4 separate regions of the Mus musculus genome follow, and regions 2, 3 and 4 are each linked to region 1. Evidence: chromatin contacts called from public Hi-C and promoter capture Hi-C data. All regions are on one chromosome and are shown on one strand. Each heading gives the region's core, a stretch centred on a gene start, on an enhancer-like site or on the middle of the called end of the contact. The rest is flanking DNA. Distances are from core to core; before and after follow the strand shown.

Evidence for each region. Promoter capture Hi-C pulls out the DNA fragments that hold promoters and counts their contacts. Hi-C and Micro-C count contacts between places; a contact is called where the count stands out from the background.
Region 2: a contact with region 1 is called in a Hi-C map of ventral hippocampal neurons, with 2.6 times the contacts expected there. The contact joins the enhancer-like site here to the promoter of Calb1 in region 1. A contact is called at or near these places in 7 of 39 promoter capture datasets (the HPC-7 cell line, hippocampal neurons, liver and 3 more), 3 of 484 Hi-C or Micro-C datasets (cerebral cortex, cortical neurons and ventral hippocampal neurons) and 2 of 9 other capture datasets (adipose tissue and pancreatic islet).
Region 3: a Hi-C map of cerebellar granule neurons shows a contact between it and region 1, with 4 times the contacts expected there. The contact joins the enhancer-like site here to the promoter of Calb1 in region 1. A contact is called at or near these places in 4 of 39 promoter capture datasets (the HPC-7 cell line, hippocampal neurons, liver and 1 more) and 5 of 484 Hi-C or Micro-C datasets (cerebellar granule neurons, cerebral cortex, cortical neurons and 2 more).
Region 4: a promoter capture Hi-C map of hippocampal neurons shows a contact between it and region 1, with 5 times the contacts expected there. The contact joins the enhancer-like site here to the promoter of Calb1 in region 1. A contact is called at or near these places in 9 of 39 promoter capture datasets (cranial neural crest, embryonic stem cells, frontonasal cranial neural crest and 4 more), 1 of 484 Hi-C or Micro-C datasets (cortical neurons), 2 of 115 datasets of contacts at active chromatin or transcription factors (SST interneurons and forebrain) and 1 of 9 other capture datasets (pancreatic islet).

Annotation. Positions count from the first base shown.
Region 1 is chr4:15,878,984-15,883,296 of GRCm38.p6, forward strand. Calb1 (calbindin 1) reads left to right here and starts at 2,281. Exons shown (of 11, transcript NM_009788.4): 1 at 2,281-2,494; 2 at 2,975-3,051. The coding sequence starts at 2,416.
Region 2 is chr4:15,548,908-15,553,124 of GRCm38.p6, forward strand. No RefSeq gene overlaps it. Among named protein-coding and RNA genes, the nearest start is that of Gm24317, 170 kb to the left of the region's middle. Within about 2 kb of position 1,759, at least 14 of the 459 cell types and tissues checked have an H3K27ac peak or open chromatin away from gene starts, as enhancers often do. A contact at or near this core is called in ventral hippocampal neurons, where this site is marked.
Region 3 is chr4:15,592,142-15,596,263 of GRCm38.p6, forward strand. No RefSeq gene overlaps it. Among named protein-coding and RNA genes, the nearest start is that of Gm24317, 210 kb to the left of the region's middle. Within about 2 kb of position 2,565, at least 19 of the 459 cell types and tissues checked have an H3K27ac peak or open chromatin away from gene starts, as enhancers often do. A contact at or near this core is called in cerebellar granule neurons, cortical neurons, hippocampal neurons and 1 more, where this site is marked.
Region 4 is chr4:15,432,801-15,436,647 of GRCm38.p6, forward strand. No RefSeq gene overlaps it. Among named protein-coding and RNA genes, the nearest start is that of Gm24317, 52 kb to the left of the region's middle. Within about 2 kb of position 2,476, at least 20 of the 459 cell types and tissues checked have an H3K27ac peak or open chromatin away from gene starts, as enhancers often do. A contact at or near this core is called in SST interneurons, cortical neurons and hippocampal neurons, where this site is marked.

The DNA.
Region 1 (4,313 bases), core at 1,031-3,530:
ATGCTGTGTAATGAGGCCTAAGAGGCAAGTCATAAGAGTGCTTTGCAATGCTTTTGGAAAGTTTAATCTTATGGAACAATCACAGTATTCAAAGGGTGTGTACTTCTTCCAGAATCCTAGAAGGTGAGAGAGGTTCCTGAATATTTGAAAAATAACACCCTCCCAATCTTGGTTAATGAACTGAAAAATTCGGCAGGCAAAAGGCAGAAATAGTTCTTAAGTTACTTCAGAGCTGTAGAACTGAAACACACACTTGTTTAGTGTCCTTAAACTCAATTTAATTTTGAAGTGACACCAAAAATGTCTAAAAAGAGATGTTGATTTTAAATGAGAGTCTAAGACTAATAGTTATTTAAGAGAAAAATGTATTTTATGAAGTTACATTTCTTCTGCTAAAAAAAATTATCCAGGAAAAAATATTACCTTAGAAAATCAAAATGAAAAAAAAAAGAAAATCAAAATGTAAATTGAAGAAATTGAAGACTATAACATTCAAAGATGTTGAGGATGCCATGTTTACAGCTTGTTAATCTGAGTTGATACAAACTAAAAGAACTAATCTAGAAATGTTCTTTAAATTTTAAATTATATATGCTTTTGTACTAACAATAGTACCCCTATGACCAGGAAAAAATGTATATCTAAAATAAATATCTGAAGATATTTGTTGCAGCTGTTTGTCACAGTAGAACACTAAAAAAGATGGAATGTCTACAATTAGGATGGAAAACTATGTTATGTAAACATGGGCTAATGGAGGAAGTGTCTACCGAGGAACAAACTTTTGTATGAGGATGTGACTTGGGTAGGCTGAGATTCAGTTTTCCCTGGAAATTAAGAGGTATATGAACAAAAGTAACTGACGTGTATTGGGTCAAATGCCCCTTTACCTTTGTAAGCCACAGAAGGTAAGGTTAATACGTTTTATTGCACTACTTGCAGGACCTAGCAAAGTACCTGACCCAAAAGCTGTTGATAAGTGTTCACTGAATGGATGAAAATATAAACAACTGGGCATGCACATAATCTTTTTAAGTAAAAACAATATCCTTGTTATCCTCTCAGAGTTTGGCTTGCTTTGTGTATAATATCAGTCTGAGATTTGTGTGAGAATCAGATAAGGTGATGAAAGTCAAAACTTACATCCATGAAAACTTTAGAGTATCATGGCTGCAGGACTTGTCTGGAGAAGACAATTGGTTGCCTCACAATCCCACTATTGGAGGAAACACAAATGTGGTGAATTCCATATTCTATGACACACGTGAAACCTGTGGCGCTTCATGAGCTCGTTTTGAAAGTTTATACCACACTGGTTTGCTTTTGTGTTACTGTAACCAGACACATAGGGTTCATTTTCAGCAGACCATAAGGTCTCAAAAGATGGACAATTAGATAACTTAGAAATACTTACGTAAAAGAAAACCTAAATACAGTATTTGTCATATTAAAATACCAATTGTAACATGTAGCCGGATATTTTTCCCACCTCTAATGATTTCCAGTTTCTGGAAAAAAATCCCTCACCTAGAGATAGAAGCAGCGCAGCTGTAAAATCAGTGAGTGGGGCTGCTACGGAGTCACTGGTTAGCCTGGTGACATTTCTTTCAGTTTCTACTTTGTAAGATGCAAGTAACTAATGGCATCGATAAAATCACTTCCTTCCTAACATCTTAAATTCTTATAAGTTAATTCTACTACATTCCAATAATTCTGCTTCAAGCTCAAAAAGTAACAACAGCAAGAGCAGCAGACTCCTGCATTCTGCTGTCTCTAAGCATAGCTCACATCTTAAACAGCCACGTGATGGTCTCCATTAGCGCAATATGAAGCATTGTTACAATTAACCACAGCAACGTATGCATTAATCAAATTAAACTAACACTTGACATCTGATTTTGTTCAAATACTCAACTGCCTCGATAAATACTAAGTAGACAAAATCTCCACTGACGTGGTTTATCAGTCAGCTTTCCCTTCCATCTGAAAAAAAATCAAACAATTCTAGGTATGTTGCTTTACTCTAACATTCAGGAGTGAAAGCCTCCCTGAACCTGGGGGATGTGAGGAGAAATGAGTCTGAGCAAGGGATCCCCACCACCTGCTGCTTCCTAGACTCCAAAACTCCAGCTCCAGCTATTTCCTGGGAAGAGAGAAATCGGAGGGGAGGGGAAGAAGGTTGGTGAGAGCAAGAGGCGGGAGCTAGGAAAAGGAGGCAGGAGGAGGCGTGGCCCGGCCTGGGGCCGGCGGGATAAATACAGAGAACTGGGTGCGGGGTGCGGAGAACTCCGGAGGACGCCCGAACGGAGCAGCACCGCGGACAGCGCCCCGCCGCGCCGCGCCCAGCTCAGCCTGCGCAGCCCTCTCGCCCGAGGTTCGCGCTCCGCGCACTCTCAAACTAGCCGCTGCACCACGATGGCAGAATCCCACCTGCAGTCATCTCTGATCACAGCCTCACAGTTTTTTGAGATCTGGCTTCATTTCGACGCTGACGGTGATTATTTTCTTTTTTAACCCTTGCAAGACCCGTCCCCATTCCTTCCCTGCTCTTCCCTTCGACTGTGCTTGTTCATCCCAACCATCCTTTTCTGTTCTTTTCCGTCTTCCTTCACCCTGTCTAATCTCGTCTCCCCCTGACTGCCTACCCATCATCCTGGAAGTTTACACTGAGTGTACGCCATCCCCGTGCTGTAAGCGTTCACCTTTCTAGGAACGGTAACGGTAGGACAGAAGCAAAGATTGGGAAACCCTGTCCCCAAAAGTTTCAAACACCATCCCCAGCACCCCTGCTACCCTCCTATGCCCTTTATGCGGTTGAAGTTTTACACCTAGGAAGCTAAGCGCTGCGGCGGCTCATTGCTGATTAATCGGTGCTCAGGCTGTACATAGCCTCCCAGGACGGTTGTCCTGGAAAGAACCGAGAAGAAACTTAGAAAGAGACATCTGACACCTGGGTGTCTCTTTGTCTTTTCAGGAAGTGGTTACCTGGAAGGAAAGGAGCTGCAGAACTTGATCCAGGAGCTTCTGCAGGCGCGAAAGAAGGCTGGATTGGTAGGCTTGAGTTTGAGCAGGACCCTTCAAGCCTAAGACATACCTATTCTTGTGTTTCATAAAAGAGGTTTTGTGGGAGAAAGTAAAGGCTTACCTACTAAGAAAGGCGAGAGAGAACATATTTCCAAATTGCGTCAAGAGAAAAAGTGTGTGTGTGTGTGTGTGTGTGTGTGTGTGTGTGTGTGTGTGTGTGTGTTTGGTGGTGGTGGTAGGGTGTCTAAAGAGAAAATCCCTATCATCTTAAATCAGTCATATATTTCTATAATCCTCCTTTCCTTAATAGGTCTTAAAAGGAAATGTCGATGTGCAAGACCCTTCGTCAGATTCCCCACCTCCACCACTGAGTTGGTTGTGTGATTTCTAACTTCTCTTTTCTAGACGATAAGGAAGGGGTAGAAATACATTCCTGCCCCTTGGTGGTCAGGAACAGATCTGCAGATTCTAGTGCCAATTTCTGCTGCGAAGTCAGAGTAGCTGGGAACGGGGTGGGGGAGGGGTGAAACTACAGCTTGCCTTGACCCTTAATCTTGAGCAAAGATAACCAATTCATAATAAGTGTGAGAATTTAGCAAGAAATGGTTTTTTTTTCATTTTTGTTGGAGAGAATCCCCAAATTAATAAAGCAATAAAACAAAGCACTGTAAGAATTTCATGTATTGTGGAAAGGAGAAGATTCTGAAGAGAAAGTACGAGTGGTGGTTTTTAAATAAGCTATGGTTTTGACATAAGCATTGGTTAAATAAATTATAATTATTGTTTAAGAATTAATTCCTTTGGGCCAAATCTATTTGTTGGGAAAGGATGATGTCAATGGAAAAATAAAAGATACCCAACTAACTTTTAAACATATGAGATGTTTATATAAAGAGTAAATTGAGAATTTTACAGGTCTGATAGCATTTATGTAAGACTGCTTTTCAAAAGAAAGCAAGGTTGGATACGCAGTAGTTAAATGTTAATAGCCTTTGGTCTTTTGGATTATAATTACAAAGAAATTTTTACATAAAGATAATATACATATCATCCCTAGATATTATACAGCATGCCACCATTTCTAGTGCTCGTGTGTGTGTGTGTGTGTGTGTGTGTGTGTGTGTGTGTGTGTGTGTGAGAAAGAGAGAGAGAGGGGGGAGAGAGAGAGAGAGAGAGAGAGAGAGAGAGAGAGAGAGAGAGAAACAGTATTAATGCGACTGTTTTGTTTTTTGGGGTTTTGGGGGGTTGATTTTTGTTTGTTTCTTTGGGGGACTTTTGCTGTTGTTCTG
Region 2 (4,217 bases), core at 509-3,008, 330 kb before region 1:
AAGCAATGTGGCAGGATGTGAATTAGTATACTAATAATGGATTAACATAAGTTATGAGCTAGTTGGAACAAGCTTAAGCGAAGGCTAAGCTGTCATAATTAATAAAAGGTCTCAGTTTCATTACTTGGGTGGCAGGTGGGTCAGAGACAGTCTGGCAATAATGCCATTAACATATGTATTATCCCATATAATTATCTGTTTTTGTAACAATAAGAAAAGTTTTAAAATCTACTCTCCAAACAATTTTTAAGGGTGCTCTAGTGTATTTTTTAATATGAACTCTGTAGTGTATCTTCTGTCCCACTAAATGTTCTTTGACCAGCATCTCCCCAGTCTCTCTACTCACTAGTCCCCTGTTGCCGTCATTTTACTCTATGTATTTATTAACTAGGTGTTAAACTTTCTCATATGAGGAACTTTAACATTAAGGAATGGGGGACTACAGCATCATCCCAGCACCTGAGGATTCCTTCTGTGGCTGTTGAATGTAGGCTTCAAGTATGAGCTTTAAATGAAAAATATCTGAATCTTTAAAGACCAAATAGAGTTACACATATATAATTGTCAGCTGCCATTTTATAATACTTAAATGAGTATATAAAAGTTAAAACTTCCTTAAAGACAATGGAATTGCAAAGTAGCTTTTCGATGTCTACAGTTGTTCATAGAATAATGGCAGCATCATATAAGAGATGTTTGAATTCTCCTGGAATTTTATTGGATAACATTGTAAGAATTCCCATGTTTCCAAATAGGAAATCCCATCTCAGCCCCTTTAAAGGCTAGCAACTACAATCTGTATATAAATTTCTTCCAAGGTTCCAGATTTTCTTTATGTGTACAATTGGCCTCAGTCAGTGGCTCATTTGGATAGAAGGATACAGCTTGGGGCTTCTATTTCCCTTGCTCCTAATTATTTTAGCCATGGCAGTGATTTCTGCTTCCTAGCATGACAACAGTCTTCTCTCTAGTGTTACCTCCACCTCTCCCACACCAGTGGACTATGGGAGATAAATTGTACCACAAGTGGTCCTTGTTTGCACAAGTGGTCCTCTGTATTTTGCAATGTCTCCTCTGTGGGGCTGCCTATCACTGGCAATTACAATGCCAGAACTTGGTTGAGAAAAATCGAACAGCTTTGAAACCTGCATCTCAAAACATACTCCTATGGCTTCTATGCCATTAATCACAGCTCACGTAACTATGCTGTGATAATAGAAACTGTTTGCTATGTTTTTGTTGGGAGAAGAGAAAGTTCAGCAAAGAGAAAGCATGTTCATGCTCTCAAATGAGTTTAGAAAGTCAGTTTGTCTAATCTGAGGTAGCAATAGTGGGAGAATATTGACATCTAGAGATCACAAGGGGAGAACAATAGTAAGTTTAATGAGAAACTGTTCCTGATTAACTGTGGCTCTCTATGACTAACGAAGCAGTCATATAATGATCAAGGTCATTGTGAAGTCCTTTATTTATGAAATTGTTATGGTTATGACACACTCAAATCTGGTTCGGTCCATTTGGCTGGTACTAACTACTTCAATGTGTCCCTGAAGAAAATTACTTCACAGAAGCATAAGAGCGAAGCCTAACTTTGTGGCCAGGAAGGAGCTAGAAGAATCTAGCTATGTCTTGATGAAAACCAGGCACAAGGCCAACTCCTTTTATATTTGGTTTTCATGAGAATCTGTCTGTGGGGGAGCTCTGAGTGTTTTTAGTGCAATAACAAGCTTGTGTTCTCTGAGCCAATTAGTATGTAATTAGGTGTTGGCTAATGAGGAGGAGGGACGAGATGGAGCTGGCAGAGGGAACTCGTGTGGGTGTGACTCTTGTGTACGCAGGTGGTGAAACGGCGCATGTTGAGAGCTAAATTGAATTTCTAAAACCCCATAATTTGTTACACTCTATTAGTAAGTGCTGGAGTAGACTTCCAGCATCCTTTCTCCTTCTCTGCAAGAAGTTCTTCTTTTCCTCTTGGTAGAATGTAGTCAGCACATGTGTTGTCAATATTTTCTGTTGACCATTCTTGAAGACTTTTGCATCAAAAGTTCTAATAGTATTGAGTTACCTAGAGGAAGACAAAAGGGATCAATTAGCTTACTTATTCCTCCATTCAACGCGTGTTACATTTTCATCAGCAAATAAAACAATGGCCCTTGCTTTCCTAGAGTTTACATTCTTTAGTGGAGAACTGATACCTAAACAGGAACAAACTGCTGGAAGCTTAGTCAGACAACTTATGGGAAAAAATGATAATAGAGTTGGGCCCATCAGGGTAAATTTTGAAAGATAAGTCGAAGTATACTCTACTAAGAATGTAAGAGGGATCTATACAAAGCATTGAAGGAGTTGTAGAAGAAAAAGGTTGAGGGACCCGAGGCAGAAATTGACACCAAGATAATGTATCCAGTATACCCAAAGGGTTAGGGAAGCATCTGAAAAATAAAACAGAATCAATTTTTGTTCCTTTCGTGATTGCCAGTTTGATGTTTACACAAGTAAAGGTGGTTCAGGTGTCTGTGATAGAGGCAGAGCTACAGTGCCCCGTACTCTCAGGTGTGTTTACAAAAATAGGATAGGGTAAATATAAGGAGATATAACAACTTTATAAATGAAAAGACATAGTGATTCAAATTATGTGGATGGGTAAATAGTTTTCTTTTAAGCAGGAGATATATAAATTTCTTTTATCTCTGTGAGCTCTTTGCAGGGATGCAGTACACCCTGGGTGATCTTGAAAGTGACCCTACGTGGTTTCTACTTTTCATTCATCTGGTCTCTTTACAGCTTCATAGTTAGACAGAGTTCTCTTGGTTATCTTTTTACTACTGTCTAGAGAAAGGTGAGAGTCTATGTTACAATACAAAATGCTTAAATGCAAGATACTGCTGTAATGATAATATTTGGAATAAAATAAAAGTTCCAAATAAGAATGTATGTATTTTTCTGCTCCAGACAAGCAAGGTGATGATTGATTTTAATTTCAAGTTTATTTTCAAAGTTTTAAAGTTATATGCAGCTTGAAAATTAAGGGAAACCTCAAACAGTAAGTTCTGATATTAGGGCATGCTTTTTTAACAATGAAACATTTCTTCCCTTCCTATCAAGAGTCCTAATCATGGCTCAGCAGCAGGAAATGGAGCACACCTGAAGCCTTCTATTTTCAGGTTCCCTATGTTGTATCATCTCTCTGATATTCATACATCATCAAGGAAACAACATTATGAGAGAATGCTTTTATGATGTGCTGTGCTCTTGGAAAACTAATACCTTGAAGCTAACATTTTTCAGTATTTACACAACTGTTAGTGGGAGTAGATTAGACAACACTGACGAGTGTTTGCATTTCATTTAGTTTTCATCTACTTTTTCAATGCCATATACAGAACTGTGGGGAATTGTGTTTGAAAAAAAAATGGCTCAACTGGCATTATAGATCCTCCTAATTCCAGGCATGTGCAGCTTTAAACAAAACAAAACAAAAACAAAAACAAAACAAAGAACCCCAACCTAGTTCTGTGTAGTAGCTTCACTGACATGCTTCTCAAAAATTTACCTATTCTGAACCAACTTGCCAATCTCCTTTGGCTCTTTCCTAAGTTTCTGCTGACTCATTGACTTCTTTTAGTCATCCCAGATAACTGCAGGTGCACATTTCATTTTGGGGGCGCTACAAGGATGAGTACGTTTCTCAGCAGACTAATTCAGTGAGGCATCTCCCCATTTCCCATCTGGGGATCTCTCTCACTTGCCTCTGCCAAATGATAGCCAACAGCAATAAACACGGCAGAACTCAGCCCTTTTTGTTTATAGCATGTTATTATTGCCATTTGTATGTGAAGGTATATTGAGCTAGTCTTTTCTTGTCACCAAGACAAAATACTGGATGGAAACAACTTAAGTGAGATTACCTTGGCTACCAGCTCAGAGGGAATAATACATTATAGTAGAGAAGACACAGTAGTTGAAGGGTCTGATCTATGACTGTGACATAGTAGCGGAAGTCATATCTTTCTAGACTGGGAAACAGAGTGCTTGGCTAGAAGTCAGTCAGTTTAAAGTCACCAAAGGGCCAGCTCTGAGTGACTCATCTCTGAGAGGCTGTCTCTTGCTTCAGAGAATCCATAGCCTTCCTGAACAGCACCACCAGTTAGGGACCAAGTGTTCACACATATGAGCTTGTGAGAGACATTTGAAATTCCAACCACAGCAGAAGGTGA
Region 3 (4,122 bases), core at 1,315-3,814, 290 kb before region 1:
GCCTCCTCCAGCAAGAACACACTTCCAAATCCTTCATAAACAATCTTCCAAGTAGGTACTAAGCATCTAAACATATGGCATATGGGGGCCATTTTTAATAAACTACTTCAAAGCAATAAAAGTAGAAAGACAATAATCAGAGAAAATACTCAAATTCTTGCACTAAAACTGAAAAAAATCATAGAGCTTCTATAACTCATCCTGGAAAATAGACAAATCAGTAGGAAGAGGAACAACAAGGCATGAAATGGTATTCCATGTGGAGCACACAGGTCCAAAGCTGCTGAATCCTATTAAGTATCAGGAAACCAAAGCAATGACATTGAGTTCGAAATCTACAAGATCAGCTCAATTAAAACACTGAAGACTAGAGCCAAAGAGATGGTTCAACTATCATGAGTATTACTGCTCTCGTAGGAACCTGAGTTTTGTTCCTACAACCCACCTCTGGAGGCTCACAATGCCATTTGCAGCTACAGCTCTAGGGGCTTCTACTGCTTCTTCTGGCCTCCTTTGGCTCCTGAACACACATGCAACTAACTACACTCACACACACACTTAAAATAATTAACAAATAACACCAAAAACTGACAACAGCAGGTACCAATGTTGATAGAGCATCTAGAGTGATCATTTATTTTTGGAGTGTACATTTGTATAGCCACTTTAGGAATCTCATTGATAATATTGGGTGTAGTTATATTTTTTCTTATTTTTAAAACTTATCTATTTTTATGGGTGTGGGTGTTTTGCCTGCGACTATTATCTGTACACCATGTGCACGTAGTTCTCCCAGAAGCCAGAAGAGGGCACTTGCATTTCCTGGGGCTGGAGTTACAGGGGGCTATAGGGTTGGGAATTGAACCCTGATTCTTTGGAAGAACAGCTTAACAATTGGTCTATTACTCCAGCCCACAGTTTTTGTTTTAAGTACTTCAGCATAGATAAAGCTGAATTATTTGTAGCCCAGGTGTGGTTAGTTGACATTTAAAGGTTTTCAACCAGAAGTTACACTCAAGTAGTAGCTGGCTCAAATTTGAAAGATATTTACCTGAATTCTTCTCTCCAAAGGCAGCATGCACTACAAAAACGCTTCCTAACAAAAGAAATAGCAGAAATACTTTTTCATTGCTAAAATGAGTGATGTTTGAGAAATGCGGCTGCCTGGATATGATCTTTAGCTACCACTACCTTATCGATATGGAGTGAAACATGTGAGCCCAGAAACTTAGCATCGCCCAGCACTGCCTTAGAAGCAGAGCTGGGGGGGTCAGAGTTCTCTTCCTAATGGAGTACACTATAACAGATTCATGAGTGTTAGGTATTTACACCATTGTACTTCTTTGGAATGCATTGTAAATGCACAAAGTGATGGAGAAAAGAGATTTCAGTATCCAGGAGAGCAAGCTTTAAGAGTTGTATCACTGACTGACAAGTCCTGCTTTCACTGTAGTGTGGTACCCACCCCTGCTCCATCCTTCAGAATATAATGTTAAGTATAGCTCCCCTAACACCCAATTCACCCAGTCTAGGGAGTGAGACAGACACCTCAATTGCAATCAATTGCAACCAACATAGGGGTTGTGATGCAGTGAAATTGGTACACAAAGAAGGAGATTGTTAATCTGAGCCATAATGTAGATACAAGAACAAAAGAGAGCTAATTTTTTTTTATGAAATGGGAGAGTTAACACCTGTAGAATGTATAAGAACTTCACAATCATGTTTTAAAGTGAGAAATCAGCAAGTCAGGAGCATCCCAACTCTAGAATATAGAATAGAATTCAGCAGGCAGCACAGACTGTATTCAAACCCATCGCAGTTATAAATCACAACCCCTCTAGTTTCTAGCTATTCTATCCAATAACATTAACTAGCCTGTCCACAATGGAGCTTGTTCACCCACACAACAGAGGTATAAATAGGACCCTTTTACAGCTATTCTAAAGATTAAATAAGTTAAATATATACAAACTGCATAGAACAAAGTGTGGTACATGGCAATAAATCAAAACATTGTGCCAGGCTGTGTTTATAGATTGTATGAGCTTTTTAGAACTGCCATAACAAAGCACCGTGTGCTGAGTGGTTGTCGCCATAGAAACCCATGTCCTCACAGTGCTAAAAGTCAAAGATTAATGTGTTGGTTTAGCTTCTTCTGGGACTCTCCTCTCTTCTTTTTGTTGAAAGACAGCCTCCTTCTCCCTCAGTCCTCATGTAGTTATCCTTCTGTTTCTGTCTAATTTCCTCTTCCTGTAAGGATCCATCCTATTGATCTCATTCTCCCTTAATACCCTTGTCACAAATACCAGCTCCAAACACACTCACATTCAGAGATTTGAGAGAATAGAATTTTTACACATGAATTCTAACAGAACATGATTCAGCTAATCAAAAGCACACCGGAGACACTGGCAGAGTATGTAGCTTGGCACTCTGAAAGGTTTATTTTGTTCCTTTATTTTGGTGAGATTTGTTTTAAGCAATCCATCTAAAATCAGAACCCAATGACTTGTTCCTCCTGGCATGCTCTCTGCCAATATCATAGCTGTGCTCCTTCAAGGCTGAATCCAAGAAGAGGGAGGAGATGTCGGCAGTGTGGGGGTGTAAGAGTTGGCTTAGCCCAGGGACGATGGAGGGGGTAAAAAGGAAGCTTTCAGACAAGAAAATGCTGTCTTCTTCAACTGCAGTTTGCACTTTCAAAGATGACTCCCTTATCTCTGTAAATAGGGCTTTTGAATTACTCAGGTGTGTGAGCAGGACATAGATAAAGATACAGTATTTTTTTTTTTTTTTTGTCATTTAAAAATAAGGTCTGGAGTGATGGATTGATCAGTGCAAGCTGTGATAGTATGAGGCCCTGAATGCAGATCATTAGCCCCTACACCGAAATGCAGGCATGGCAATATATACCTGCAACCACTGTAGTCAGGAGAATCTGCAAGGTTTGCTGGCCAGGCAATCTAGTCAAATCAGTGGTCTCCAGTTCAAGAACTCAAAATTAATGAGGCAGAGAACAATTGAGCAAGACATGCAACATAACCTTGTTCCCACCACGGAAATGCACACACACAAAGTATACCTACAAGCACACGTGCACACACAACACCATTCTCTACACAAATATTATATTGTGTAAATATTACATTGCTGTATACCAGAGCTAAGTTTGTAAAAAGCTTTCCAGACAATTCAGGTTTGGAATTCATCTTGGAAGTGATAGGAAATGACTTATATTTCTAAATAGAAATTTAATAAAGTCTAATTTTGGAGAATTGTAGTCTCAGAATTACAGAGCAGGAAGTGATTGGAAAAGAAAATGTGATGGCAGAAAGGCACAGCATGGGCCACTGCATCCACAATAAAGCAAAGACCACAGAAGAGAAAAGAACCGTTCAATTAAGGATTGTGCCAGAATTGCTGCCCATAGATTGGCAGATAGGAAGAGCATATTTGGAAGATTATTACTTCTTTATTATTAATCTTAGAAGCAATATTCCAAACCAGGAAAATAGAGGAGGGGGGAGACAAAACCAGTAATGCAAACTGAGGTAAAAGCAGCGAGCAAGGTAGGGGACCCAGCAGAGATAGGGCAGGATGGAAAAACAAAACAAATGAAAACTCTCAAAAAGCACAACAACAATAACAAAAGGCTAGGGAGGTTGTTATAAAGACAGAGCAGGACAGTTTATACCCATCACGAGAAGCTAGGTAGCACCTACCACATACACCTCGCTCTCCTTCATCATATATTTCTAAATGAGTACCAAGTACTGTATTCTTTCTGGCTTCTGATGTAGCTTCAGGGTTGCTTACTTATCGTGGGGTCAGTAGCCTGATGACTGAAGTTCAATGTGTCCTCCATACCCAGCTTTCTGGTTGGATTTTTGCATTTTCTAACAGGCATACAAGATAAAATGAAAGGCTTACGTATTTTGCCCTCTTCCACACATGTGAAGCAAGAGCACAGATAGATTGAAGATGATTGAATCTGGGCACAGGAGGTTGAGGGGAGAGCCAAGCTGGCTTTAACCCTTGTTCATCCCACCTGAGCATGGTTGCCCAGGACGTCACTGCAGAGTGAGAAATGCCTGTGTTCTATTAACAGCATATTGTCTCAGC
Region 4 (3,847 bases), core at 1,226-3,725, 450 kb before region 1:
GCTTGATACCATAGGTACTGTTGATACCAAAGTCTGTACTTTGTTATGTTAAGCTGGGCTAAATATAAAAAATGGCTGGAAATGCTTATAAATTATTGAATATCCAAATGTAAATCCTAGATAATATGGAGATGAAACTTTTTCTTCCTAAAATGAATTTTACATGAATGAAATGCACAGTCAGTCTCATCATAGCCAAATCTTCAGTAGGTGAATTTGTTTCAATTAGTGCTGTGTTTTGCTTCTGTCCTGTAGTTATGTCTAAGTATTGGTATAATATCCATTTCTTGCTAAATGTAGCTTGAAAATAAGGACATATGGATTCTGAGCCCCTTGAATGAGATGTCTTAAGCAGAATAGTTCACAAACTCTTAAGGCTATTTAGTGCAAAGTAGAAATAATGGTCATGTGCTTATGATGCTTACAACAATGCAAATTGGTGCCATGTTTAGAACCATTGTTTCTTTAGGTATCTGTATGCATGTGTGTATTATTTATAATTAATGCATATATATGAATATATACACAAATTTGAAAGGTATGTAGTAATTTTCCTTTTCAAGTAAAAGTTCAAGTCTGGAGCATATGCTAGCTAAGTGACTACCACACAAAAACATCAGAAGGCAAAATATGCCACTGTTTGAAAAGAAGGTTTAATATTCATCAGGCTTTTGGAAATAATAATAATACTGTTCCTGAATGTAGGCATACATCCCTCAGTTTAATAAATGTTGCATCCCTGATGAGCAGCAGAAAACACTTGACAATGTAGCACAGGGAGTAAAATGTAAATACCATTTAATCACTGAGTTCCCTCTGCTAAGAAAAAAAAAAAAGCACATCAAATGAGCTTCAAATTCAGAGAAAGACATAGCCAGAGTTCTAGAGAGAGGGCAGTTGTGGGTATGGAGTCGAGTTACAAAATGCTGGGTGGCAATTAGAAAGATTATGAATTGAGCTGGATCATAAAAGGCAAACTTTCTCTCAGAGCAAGAGACCAACATATCATTAGACTTAAGTTGAACCTACATAGCGTTGCCTTCAATCAAATAATTTATTTTTAAAAATGAAGACATTGTTGTTATTTCAAGAAGGCGTTATGAGCACTTCTAATCAAGTACATGATTTAAAGCACAGCTCACGGCCATGGGAGAGAGGAGGACATCCTGAAAGATTAGTAATTCTCCAATATATCCTGACATAGCTGAAGAACAGTGCACACTATCAGGTGTAGCTAGAGCAAAATATGTGCAATTTAACTTTTTTTTTAAAATGTGGAGTAAATTTGAAGGCAGGAGAAAGACAAAAGAATGCTTAAGTGCTCAGCTTTTCTACGATGCTCATTGTCTATGTGTTTCTGTGCTTGTATTGAAAACCAGGGTGGAATGCAAGGCCTCACATTTGTTACCTACGTACTCCACCCCTGAGCTACACCCACAGTTCTCCCATAATGCCTGCTAGAAGTCACCTCTTCTGTAAAGTCTTCCTTGCAGGCCTTCAAATGACCTGTTCCTAACAACCATGTTCACACCCACCGAACCCTCTAATTTCCAGTCTGGCTTTGCTATGCACACTCACATAGCCACGTGTGCATGCTGCTGTCTGATTACTGGTAAGACAACTGTTCCTCCTACCTGACCAAATACTCCCCAAAGAAAAAGAATCTGGGCGATTCATCCTTTTATTTCCACAGTGCTTGGCATATTGGAGACACCGTTAATAACTTTCTCAAAGTGAGCCAATAGAACTCTGTAAGAGTGCAGGGTGGTAAGTATAGAATGGTAAATTCGATTGAGTTTGATAAGACAGAAATACAGAATTTTGAGCTTTACCACAGGCAGTAAATTCCATTTTATCTTCCAAAGATTGATAGTGGTGTAAAACTTTTGTAAATATAGCCCAGTCAGTTATCACTTCTCTTTGATCAAAATGTTTAAAAGCTAAAAAGATAATATTATATGTAGCTTGTTTCCTGTTCTACACATAGCATAAAGAAGAGTAATTTCTCTTGGATTACCACGTAAGTATTTGTGATTTCTATAAATTTGTAACAGGAAAAAAGTAAACATTAATTTTTCTCAAGTTTGTACAAGAGGAAGCACTCTTCTAGGTTCAAAGTCAGTGAGAGGAAGTTATTTAACAAGGTATTCAGCACAAAGTAAGTGCTTAGTAAAAGGTTGTGTGAATGAACCAGGATATGTAAACATGTATTTCTGAAATAAGAAAATTCAAAACTTATTTTTAAAAGCTGTAAAATGAATGGAGCATATGGTGCTATTTGAGAAACATCATGAATTTTTTTTTTTTTTTGTGGTGAACTTAAAAAAAATACTGTACCATTAAAATAGATTTTTAAGGCTTTTAAAAACACAAATAATATGTTTATTTCCAAAAACGAGACTGCAAACATCTGGTGGCAAGAGCCAAGCTCTTGCCCTTGGAATGTATTCCTTATTTTAAGATGTATCCCCTGATGTTGCCATGACTACGGGCTGTGAAGTGAAACTGCTGTGTAATGTGTTCTCTCCCCCATAGTGCGTGTATCTGAAACCAGCAGTAAATTTCTAGTAATTAGAGGAGACAGCCTCAAAGGTGGACTTGACAAAGTCTTCAAACACTGTGTTAAAATCTTCTCCTGGGGTTTGGTCTACTGGTTGTTGATTTAAATGGCTCATTAGTATGGACAGGATAATTAAATACAAAGCTAGATATCTGGCCTACGAGAAATCCTTTTGCCTCATTTGAAAATGTCAAATTATTCAAAAAGGAAAGAGAAAAAAAACCCAATTCGACAGTAATTGGGTGGACAGGAGATAAAGCTGTGTATTTGGTAGATAAATGCTGCTTTTCTGAGAGTGTCAAAAACAGATGTCTGACAGTAATTCTGAGTACAAGAAAGGAGATGGCATGCAGTGTTCTGCTCCCCAGAGAGGAGAGAATGCAGGTGGGTGTGTCTTTGCCCAAAACACCTCATCATTTTTTCTAGGGTAACTGCTAGGGTGGTTTATATTATTTTTGTACCAGATAAGAAAGCTCTGCAAGTCATGTAGGAGAAAGTTGGTCTTGCTCTAATAGCCTTCTTCTGGAAAGCAGGTAGATGGCTACCTTTTCCTGGTGTGATTCAAGGCTGCCTAGGAGAAGACAGAGGCTGATACAGGCCAATACGCTGGTACTGTGACTGCGGTCTGCTCTGTACCAGCAGAGCCTTGTTTTCTTTTTGTATTTGGAGTTAAGAACCACAGATTTTCCAAGGTTAGCTCTGTTTCCTTTTCCAGAAATACTGTTGACAGCAGCTGTTAGGACAATTATTTTAAATGGTCTACTACCTTGAGTTAGACCAGTGGCTTTTAACCTTCCTAATGCTGCCACCTTTAATACACTTCCTCGTGTTATAGTGACCCCAATCCATAACCTTATGTTTAATGTTACCTCATGACTGAAATTTTGCCACTGCTCTGAATTCTAATGTAAATATCTATGTTTTCCCAGTGGTTTTAGGTGACCATTGTGAATCAGTCATTCAACCCCTAAAGAGGGTTTCCACCCACATGGTGAGAGCCACTGAGTTAGATAATGGGTTAAGAAAAGGAAAGTACAGCCGGGCGTGGTGGCACACGCCTTTAATCCCAGCACTCGGGAGGCAGAGGCAGGTGGATTTCTGAGTTCGAGGCCAGCCTGGTCTACAAAGTGACTTCCAGGACAGCCAGGGCTATACAGAGAAACCCTGTCTCAAAAAACCAAAAAAGAAAAAGAAAAAAAAAAAAAAAAAAAGAAAAGTACTCATGTTGCCCTAATCCTCATAGCATGCAGTAGTAATGGAGGCAACACAAAGAAAAAGGAGATGGAG